2 separate regions of the Oryctolagus cuniculus genome follow, and region 1 is linked to region 2. A link is a contact called in public Micro-C data. All regions are on one chromosome and are shown on one strand. The core of a region is the stretch at or near the end of the contact, and the rest is flanking DNA. Distances in the headings are between cores, read along the strand shown.

Region 1 (4,755 bases), core at 478-2,977, 420 kb after region 2:
GGCCCCTGCACCCACGTGGGAGACCCGGAAGAAGCTCCTGGCTTCAGATTGGTGCAGCTCTGGCCATTGCGGCCAATTGGGGAGTGAACCATTGGAGGGAAGACCTCTCTCTCTCTCTCTGCTTCTCCTCTCTGAGTAACTCTTTCAAATAAATAAATAAATCTTTTAAAAAGATTTTAATGTGAATCTATTGTTGTGACATATGTGAGACAAAGCATAAGTTACTAGTTTGCAGCCCAGACTTGAGACTGGATTGGAGAGATTCCGACCCCAAGAATTTATCATTTTCTTGCAAAAACTACATGACAATTTAATTACTAATGATTTAGTTTTATATTGTGCACCCAGTAATATACACACAAATTGGACAAGAAATTTCTTTTTTGCCATTTAATAGATTTTTACCTGGAAAAATCTTAAATATACAAAAACAAGGAAAACAGAGCAATAAACCTCGGTGCACCAGTTTCTTGGCTGCCCAAACCTGACCCCAGATTATTTTAAAATAAAGAGACAAAAACATTTCACTATTACAGTGACTTAAAAGGAAGCAGGTTCCGAGAAGTTAAGCGACCGTTCTTTGCTGACACTCCCCGTGTGCGTGCACACTGTAGCCGGCATTTGGAGCTGGTGACACTCCCAGTGTGCGTGCACACTGTAGCCGGCATTTGGAACTGGTGACACTCCCCGTGTGCGTGCACACTGTAGCCGGCATTTGGCACTGGTGACACTCCCCGTGTGCGGGCACACTGTAGCCGGCATTTGGAACGATCTTTCCTCTTTTTTTGACATCTGCTCTAGTGCTCGTTACACGCCATCTCAGGCTGAGAGCAGGAACTTGGCTGATCTTTGTCATCCTAAGGTTTGCGCATCCGCAGGCCGGGCAGTGAAGGACACGGGCCTGTATCTCTGGCTGGCCGGTGGCAGGTCTGATAACACCAGCAGGGGTCTTTCCTTCCGAACAGCCACGCAGGCTGCCTTTGTCAACACACACCTCCGGGTTTCCGAGCAATATGCCCTCACTGCCGCCAGTAAGTTTTATTTATTTATTTATTTTTAAATTTTTAAAAAATTTTTCTAGCAAAAAACCCCGGCAAGCCTGGAAAGCTGCTTCGTGCCCTGAGAAGCATCGGGCTGCGTTTTCGCTGTGGGCTCTATCAGAACTAGAATCAATGCGTCCGCACGAGCAGACGTCTCCAGTCAGGCTCTCTCCAAGAGCGAGGCCGAGAGCGCCCCACGCAGGAAGATGGAGCGTGGCGTTTTACCAGGCCCGTCAGGGAACGGACGCCCTCATAATGCGGTTTCCTCAGGAACCAATCCGTCCTTTTTCCTGGATTCTCAGCGTCCGCTTTTTGGCCCACCATTCAAGGTTATAGTGCGAAGATCAACGTAAATAACAACACAGCTCCCGCTGACGGGCAGCCCAGTTTACATCAGGCATCGTGCTGAGAGATGTCTGTCTTTCATCCGAACGCCATCTTCCGAGGCGAACATGTTCGTCCCCACTGGCCAGACGAGCAAACTGAGTTTCTCTGGCAGAGCTGGGGAGGGCAGGGAGACGGTGGGGAGGCGACGACGCGCGAGCGAGAACACTAAAGGGGATCGCGGTTTCTAACTCCACGCTCAGGGAGAAGCGCAAGCGGCTGCCATGGACGCACGAACACGGGCGCGCTGACCGCCGCGGGGAGGCGGTGCCGGAAGTCGGGGCGGGACTTCCGGGCGTCGGGGAGGGACTTCCGGGCGTCGGGCGGGGCTTCCGGGCCCGGCCGGAAGTGGCCCCGCAGCGCCGCCGCCAGCTTGCTGCTCGGAGGGTTCTGGCTTTTCGGCGGCCGACGGTGCACGCGGTTCGGGGCTGTGCTTTGGCGCGCGTCTGCAAGTGGCGATGTCGCACCCGTCACCCCAAGCCAAGCCGTCCAACCCCAGCAACCCCCGAGTCTTCTTTGATGTGGACATCGGGGAGGAGCGAGGTGAGGGCGTCTGGCGCCCCGAGAAGGGTCCCGGGGTTTCGGGGGGCTCCCAGGGCGGGGCGCGGAGCAGGTGGCCGCTTAGGCCGCGCCGTGGGAACGAGCCCGGGCTTCCAGAACTGGGTCGAGCCCGCGGGCGCCCTTGTGCCAGTGCCATTGGTCCTGCGGAAGTTTCTGGAAATTTCTGGGTCAGGCATGGTGGCGGCCCTTTACGCTTCGCCTGTCTTGATTTGGTTGGACTTGACCTCGCCACCCGTGCACCCTTTGGCTTTTCAGAAAACCGTAATTCTCCGGAGAAGGCGGGACGGCTCGGAGGGCTCCCGGCGCCGCGGTCCGCCGGGCTCCAGTCGCGCCGCGCGCCGTTCGCACGCGCGCCCCGGCTGCACCTGTTTCAGGGGCTCGTTTGCCAGGGGCCTTTTCCTGGCGGCTGCGGGGTGTTGGCGTAGAGGCGCGGGGGCACGTGCAGACGCCTTCACCGGCTCGGCCTGGGGGCACCGCGCTCGCAGCACCCGTGGGCTTGCCTGGGTTGCAGGGCAGCTGTGGAGGCGTGGTGCTTCAGGGGCGTGTTGCTGTGCGTCTCACTTGGGTTTTGTTCTGAAACTGCTGGAATTTCGACCTGGCCGTGTTTGGATGCGCGCGCGGGGCCCACGTGCGCATTCACAGGCGCATCCGACCTGTTTTCAGACTGGGCTTATTTTGCCCCGTCTCGGGAATTTTCTCCAGCTTTTGTTTCATATAGGCTGCAACACAGAACCGTCGCAGATCAAGGGTGTCCACCGCACTGCTGTGAGGGTACTCGGTTTTCCCCTGTTGGCTGTGGGGGAAATTACCCTGCCTTTGAAACTGCTTTCCGGCGCCCCTTAAATGGTGCTCATCTGCCGGCCGCTGCAGCTGATAGTGTGTGTGGTGTTTCAGATGGTAGCCTGGATTTCGGTTAGTAAATGACGGGGAGCGCCAGCAGCCCCACTATGGCTTTGTACCCGAAGGAAAGGAAGTGTAATCAGAGATAACCTGCCCTCTGTCCGGATCCTCTGCGGCCAGGATAGTGGAATCCACCCAAGTGCCCATCAGCAGAGGGATAAAAATCGCTGTATACACGCAGTGAGATACTGGGATGAGGCTAGAGGAGGGTGTGCACAGTGAAGTAAGCAGAACACAGGCAGGCAGCGCGTGCCCTCACAGGTGGCATGGTGCTCCTAGCGGCTGGGCAGTACTTAATTTCTGTTAGATAAGAGGGGTAAATTCGAGCTCTAGTGTACAAGGCGGTAACTAGTTCACAGCAATATACTGTGTTCCTGAAGGTGCGAAAGGGAAAGATAAAAGGAACTTGGTACCGCCTGCACTCCGCTTCCTTTTTATCTTAGCTGTCACTGTAATTGGTTCAACTCTCCTTTTATCATTTGCCTCTTTGGCTGTTTTGCATACTAACAAGATTTTTTTTCCTTTTTTTAGTTGGTCGAATTGTCTTAGAATTGTTTGCAGATATTGTACCCAAAACTGCAGAAAATTTCCGTGCACTATGCACAGGAGAAAAAGGCATTGGACCCACCACTGGGAAACCTCTCCACTTCAAAGGATGCCCTTTCCATCGAAGTATGTGAGATCTTTATGAGTTTGATTGCTCTTCTTGCAGATAATCAGATCCTGTTCCTTTCCAGTTAGAGGAGGAAACACTAAGTAGGCAGTAAAGGTTAAAACGTACTGTTAGTTCCTAGGGGATGCTTTGACGTCCGAGGCAGTAGCTCAGTTTCACAAAGCGTGGGCTTTCAGAGGTAGAGTTAACTGTGGGAGGACACTGACGTTGGTGGCTTGAAGTGGATTACTTGCATTTCACTCTCACTCCAAGATGACTCCGTTGGGAGAGGAAGAGTCTGGCCAGGGGTAGAGTAGCTGTCCTGAGGTAGATGGTGATAAAGTTACGCCTACTTCTTGGGCTGGATTGCCTGGGAAACCTGCAGATTCGAAGATGCAGTGTGTTCAGTACACTGATAGATGTGATTAAATCTGCTTACCACACTTTGTAATCATACCTTTGTTTCGTGATTATTTGATGGTTCCCCCGGTAGACTGCAGGCTCCCTAAGGTGAGGGACTGTGTTCTCACCATTGTTGTCTTTAGCATCTGGTCCTTAATGAGTAGGCAGTCAGTAAAATATTTACCAATAAACAAATAGTTAAACTGGAATCATATTTTTCTAAAAGTTGATTTGTTAAGAAAAATTAACATTGCTTTTTTTAAGTATTGAAACTATTGGTTTACTTTCATGTTTAATAAAATGTTAGAATACACTAATAAAGTATGGGCAGGAAGCGGCTAACTTAGCAGGCTCAAGACTGCTGTCTGCAGCGGGGTGCTTGGCTGGAGTTCAGGAACTCGGGTCTTGAGCATTCCTAAATCCTGAGCGTGGTGCGCTGTGTCTGGGCTGTACAGACTGCTAACTCAGCACAATACCTGCTCTGCAGTATTAGGGAGTCTGGACTTCTGGAACATGCAGGCCGGGTAAACTGCAGGAAGCACCTGGGTGCTGAGTCCGGCTTCCCTGGACAAAAGCATCACACACACACACTGTGTTTTCGCCGCTGGGGGAGTGTGCGTTCTCTACCCTTCGTGGGAGGGAGACTGCCCGTGTCCTTTCACCTCGTCCAGCTGTGGTAGAACCAGACGCTGGGTCCCGAGACGCCCAGGGATGTCTGAATGCGGGGTGGTCTGGGTGACCCTTGACTGAAGTGATGGTGTTTGCTGGACTGTTTCAGCCAGGGGCTGACAGACCTGCTAGGGATCCATGGTCTTC
Region 2 (4,482 bases), core at 1,001-3,500:
AAGCAAGACATTCCTCGGCCGTGATAAAACAAAAAACAGCTTTCTGGAGACACCGAAATGCATTTTCTTGTAAAACCACAGCCCATCTTCCACAGGTTTGGTAAATGTGCGGGATCTAGCCATGATCCCACAGATGTGGCAGCTCCATCAGGAGAAGGGGAAAAAAATCAAAAACGGTACCAGGTGCCATTCTTGGGGCTTGTCCAAGGCAGCCAGTGGAAGGTTCTACTTGATGCTATTCTCTCCACATTAAATAATAATAATCCACGCCAGAGAACAGGAGAGCATTTGGGTTTGAACAGATGGCATCCAACACCTAACCCTAGACGTCTGGTGGTCCCAGGCACTAGGAGGACTCATTGGCCTTGAGCGGGTTGGCAAGCAGGACTCCCAATAGCCACCACCCCCAGCTTAGGAAAAAGCATCCTGATCCTGGATGCAGTCAGCAACCGGACGCAAAGAAAAGCAACCCATGATATTTGGAATACAATTTGCCTCTCTACTCCAACCTGAGATGACCAAATCCAACCCCATCAGCAATTCCTCTTGTTTAAAATGAGAGAAACATAAGCCTGAAGGTAAACAAAGGTATAAAGGTTAACAAAGTTATCTAATTTTGACAAGGTTGTGCAACTCCGCAAGAACCCACAGGGTGCCCTTCCCGGGGCTGTCTGGAACAGGCCTCCCTGTGCCACTCTTTCCAAAAAGCAAAAATACACCGGCACCCCCGCGATCCACTCTACAAAGCCAACACGTCTGTGCCTTAAGGAACCGTGCAGAACTCCACCTTGGCCAACGGCGCCCCACTGCAAGGGTAGAGGGGCCACCAGCTAGGACAGGAGCGGAGCCTGAGGACAGGGAGGCAAGAACACCTGGCCAAGGCAGGCGCGACCCCCGCCCGCGAGACCCAGAAGCTCCGGGGAGAGGGAGGCCAGAGAACCCTTCCCCCAACACGCACACCCCTCCAGCCGGGTCAACCCAGGGGAGGTCAGGGGTGCAGACAGCCGCGTAAGGGAGAAGAGAATCCAAGGGACGAGGAAATCGGCCCAGGGTGGCCGGGGGAAGAGCCTTGGCAACGGGATGCGGTTGGTGGGACGAGCAGGGTGCTCAGGGCGACCGGCGCCAGGACGCGGGTCGGGGGAGACGCGGTCAAGTGCAGGGCCGCCGCCGCCGCGGGTCTCACCTGAGGGGTCCTCTCCGCGGGGTTCTTCATCACGGCTTGGCGGAAGCTGTTATCCACGTAGGACGCCATCTCCCCCCGCCGGCCGGGCCGGGGCCGGGGCCGGGGCCGCTCCGCACCCTCGCCGGCCTCCTCCCGGCCCAGCGCAGCCGGCGCCTCCGCCCTGCGCGTTCCGCCCGCCGCCCGGGGCCGATCGGCCAAACCCGCGGCGGCGCTGGGCCCGCGGCGGGCGGCTCGGCGGGGCCCTGCGTTCCGGAGCGCGGGACGGGCGCGAAGGGCGCGGGCTGCGCCCTGCCCCGAACCCCGCGGCCGAGGTCGGTCCCTGCGGCCCGGAGCCCGGGAACTCCTCCTCCTCCTCCTCCTCCGCTTCCTCGCCGCTCGGCCTGCGAGGCTTCCAGGCGCGCCCGGCTCCCTCCGGGCCCTGGCTCGGCACGCCTCCCCGGCTCCTCTCGGGGGACACTGGCGGCTCCTCCCGGCCCGGCGGGCCCGAGTTATTTTTAGGGAGGTACCAGTGGCAGTGGGGAGGGGGAGGGCCGCGGCAGGCGGAGCCTCTTCTGCCCCCTCCTCTCCGGGGCTCGCGCCGCCGCCCAGGGGTCCCCGGGAAGCGCTGCGATCTCCCGCGCCCCTAGTCCTTGGGCACCGGGGCTCCGGCTCAGGTCCGGGCGCTGCGAAGCCCGAGCGCCGCCGCCGGTCTCCGTCTAGTGGACTCGGCCGCGCCTCCGGACTGCTGCTGCATCCCCTCGGGCCGCCCCGCCGCCGCCGCCGCCGCTGCAGCTGCTCCCGCTCCGGCCGCCGCCGCCGGCCCCCATGCGCACGCCCGGAGCGGGGCTGCCCCGGCGCACAGGCGGCCGGAGCAGCCTTCGGGCCCAGCCGCCGCCGGCAACTTTGTTCCTCGTCTGCGCGGGCCGGGGGAGGGGCAGCAGGGGCCGCGGGCGGCCGGGGTCCGGCGAGCGGGCGTCTGCGGGCCGAGCGCCGCGCGCAGCCCCCCGCGGCGAGGGTGCTCGGGAGACGGCGACTGCCCTCCTCTTCCTCCGCCTCTTCCTCCGCCGGCGCCTTCCCCGCCGCCCGAGCCGCTCCTCAGGGAGGAAGCGGCCTCCGGGGCTTGTTGCTTTGTGCCGCAACCATGGTGAGGAGTGAGCGACGGGGCCGAGGCGAGTCGGCGGCCGCCGCGTCATCGCCGGGGCGGAGCGGCCCGCGCGCGCCGCGCCCGCCTCCCCGCGCCGCCTGCACCGCCCGCCGGCCGCGCCCTCGCTCGGGAGCCGCACCTCGGGCGGCCGGCAGGTGAGCCGGGCGCTCGGGCCGCCTGCGGGCCCCGGGGACCTGCGCCGAGCTGGCCCGGCCGCCTGCCCAGCCGGGCCGCGCCGAGGCGCCGCGCGCGCGCGCGCGCCGGGGCCCGAGCAGGGAGCGCGCGGCCCCGGGCTCCGCGCCGCCGGGAGAGCCGGCGGCTGGAAGTTGACCCGAAGCCGAATTCGCAGCTCGGGCCGCGCCGGGCGTCCCTCCAGCCGGAGGGTGGCTGCGCGCAGCGTCCCTGCGGCCAAATCCTCTTAGGAGCTAGTTGCGACGTCCCGCAAGGACCGTGTGGCTGCCCTGCCTTGGCGACCTCGCTGTGGCGCCTCTCAGACACTTAAGTGACCACAAAGTTAGGCCGGGGAAAGCCTACACGAGACCCAGAAGCAGCCCCAGACGTGCCAGACTACACGCAACTTCTGTCGATAGCATCAGAAGCGTTTATTGCCTTGGGCCGAGACGTCCCCTGGACCCCAGATTTCCAAGTCGACCCACTCGGTGCAGGTCATTTGAGAGGGTACCCGTGCCTGCTGCCTCCCTGAGCTGTGGTCCAGGTGTGCAAGACACGCAGCCGGGCACTGGGGAGCGCTTGGCTGCTCTGGTCCCGGGGTTTTGTTTCTGTTTACCTTTCCCCAAACACAAATTCACGTACGGAGCCACTGAGACTTTTTTTGTGTGTGAGCTACTACACCGAACTTTTTTCAAAACGAGTTTTTAGACCATCCAGTTTATTGGAACAGATTGTCCGTTCACATTTGCTCGTCCCTAAGTCACCTGTGTGTCGCTGAACAGATCTCCCTGCGACCCTCAGAAACTGAGTCTGAATTAGGGACTGTGTCTATAAACCCTCTTATGTTACCCTTGCTGAAGCGCCTCCCTGTGTGGCTCTCTCACTTCTCTGCCGTAGACTTCCACCTTGAAAGCAAAGGGACGTGGAAAATGTGCCGCTGCTGCTGCTCCGGAAACAGGAGGGGTTATTCCAACCCAATGAAGTGAAAAAGTACACCTGACGTCTCCACCTGGTGTCTGACAGACTCTGCTTAGGAACGTGCAAACCAGGCCCCAAACGCGCCCCGCCCACGTGCTTCTCCATCCCCAGTAATACCTTCTACACCTTGCTCTTAGGCTCCCACAGGGCTCAGTAAAACTGTCAGCTCAGAGTGCCCTTCCTGGAAGCTAACCTCTGGCGGCCACTTCCGCTGCATGACCTGGGTCCAAGCTAGCATGGTTTTTGCCTGCACTTTGCAGTAAGCATCTGCCTGATCTCTCTCCATCCTCTCCTGCAACAGTCTGGTTCCAACAGTGCAGCCAGAGAGATTCTTCTCACTCCACTTAAATAATGCCTCTGCTTAGCCCCCCATCTCACTCAAGGTACCATGGCCTGAATGACCTAGGGACCTGGTGCCCCCCTCTTTCTGTCTCTGACACTCTTATTCCCTACTCATTTTCCCAGGCACATTGGCCTCCTTGCTGTTTCTGGAACAGTAAGTAAATTCTGGTCTCATGGCCTTCCCATCTTCTGTTTTCTAATGCCTGTCTTATCCTCTACCTCTCCCAGCCCACCTGCATTCAGAAAAAGAGAGAAGATAGGGAAGGGGAAGAAAGACAATAAATAGGACATTGTTCCTTACCTCTGTTTTATCTTCATTCAGATGTCATCTTCTACAACAGGCATCTGGCGTGTGGTTAAAACACCTGCATTCCACATCAGACTACCTGTGTCTGATTCCTGGCTCCAGCTCCTCATTCTAGCTTCCTGCTATTGCACACCATAGGCAGCAGTGGTAATGGCTCGAGTAATTGGGTTTCTACCACCCACATGGGTAATCTGGTTGAGTTCCTGGCACTCAACTTCGACCCTGGTTGTTACAGACATTTGGAGGCTGAACCAGCAGATGGGAGGTGTACTCCCGAACGCTCGCGTGTGCACACACAGGACCCACACCCATCTCCCTGTGAAATGAATATGTAAATTTTTTAGAAGTCATATCTCCACCCACCCTAGCTCTCTTCCT

Evidence for each region. A called contact is a pair of places that touch in the nucleus more often than the background predicts.
Region 1: a contact with region 2 is called in a Micro-C map of ear pinna, with 3 times the contacts expected there. The contact joins the promoter of PPID here to the promoter of RAPGEF2 in region 2. A contact is called at or near these places in 2 of 6 Hi-C or Micro-C datasets (ear pinna and an unstated tissue).

What each region holds. Positions count from the first base shown.
Region 1 is chr8:138,639,859-138,644,613 of mOryCun1.1, forward strand. PPID (peptidylprolyl isomerase D) reads left to right here and starts at 1,728. Exons shown (of 11, transcript XM_008273485.4): 1 at 1,728-1,967; 2 at 3,417-3,557. The coding sequence starts at 1,883.
Region 2 is chr8:138,218,637-138,223,118 of mOryCun1.1, forward strand. It overlaps RAPGEF2 (Rap guanine nucleotide exchange factor 2), which reads right to left and starts at 2,251. Exons shown (of 29, transcript XM_051831661.2): 1 at 1,184-2,251. The coding sequence starts at 1,252.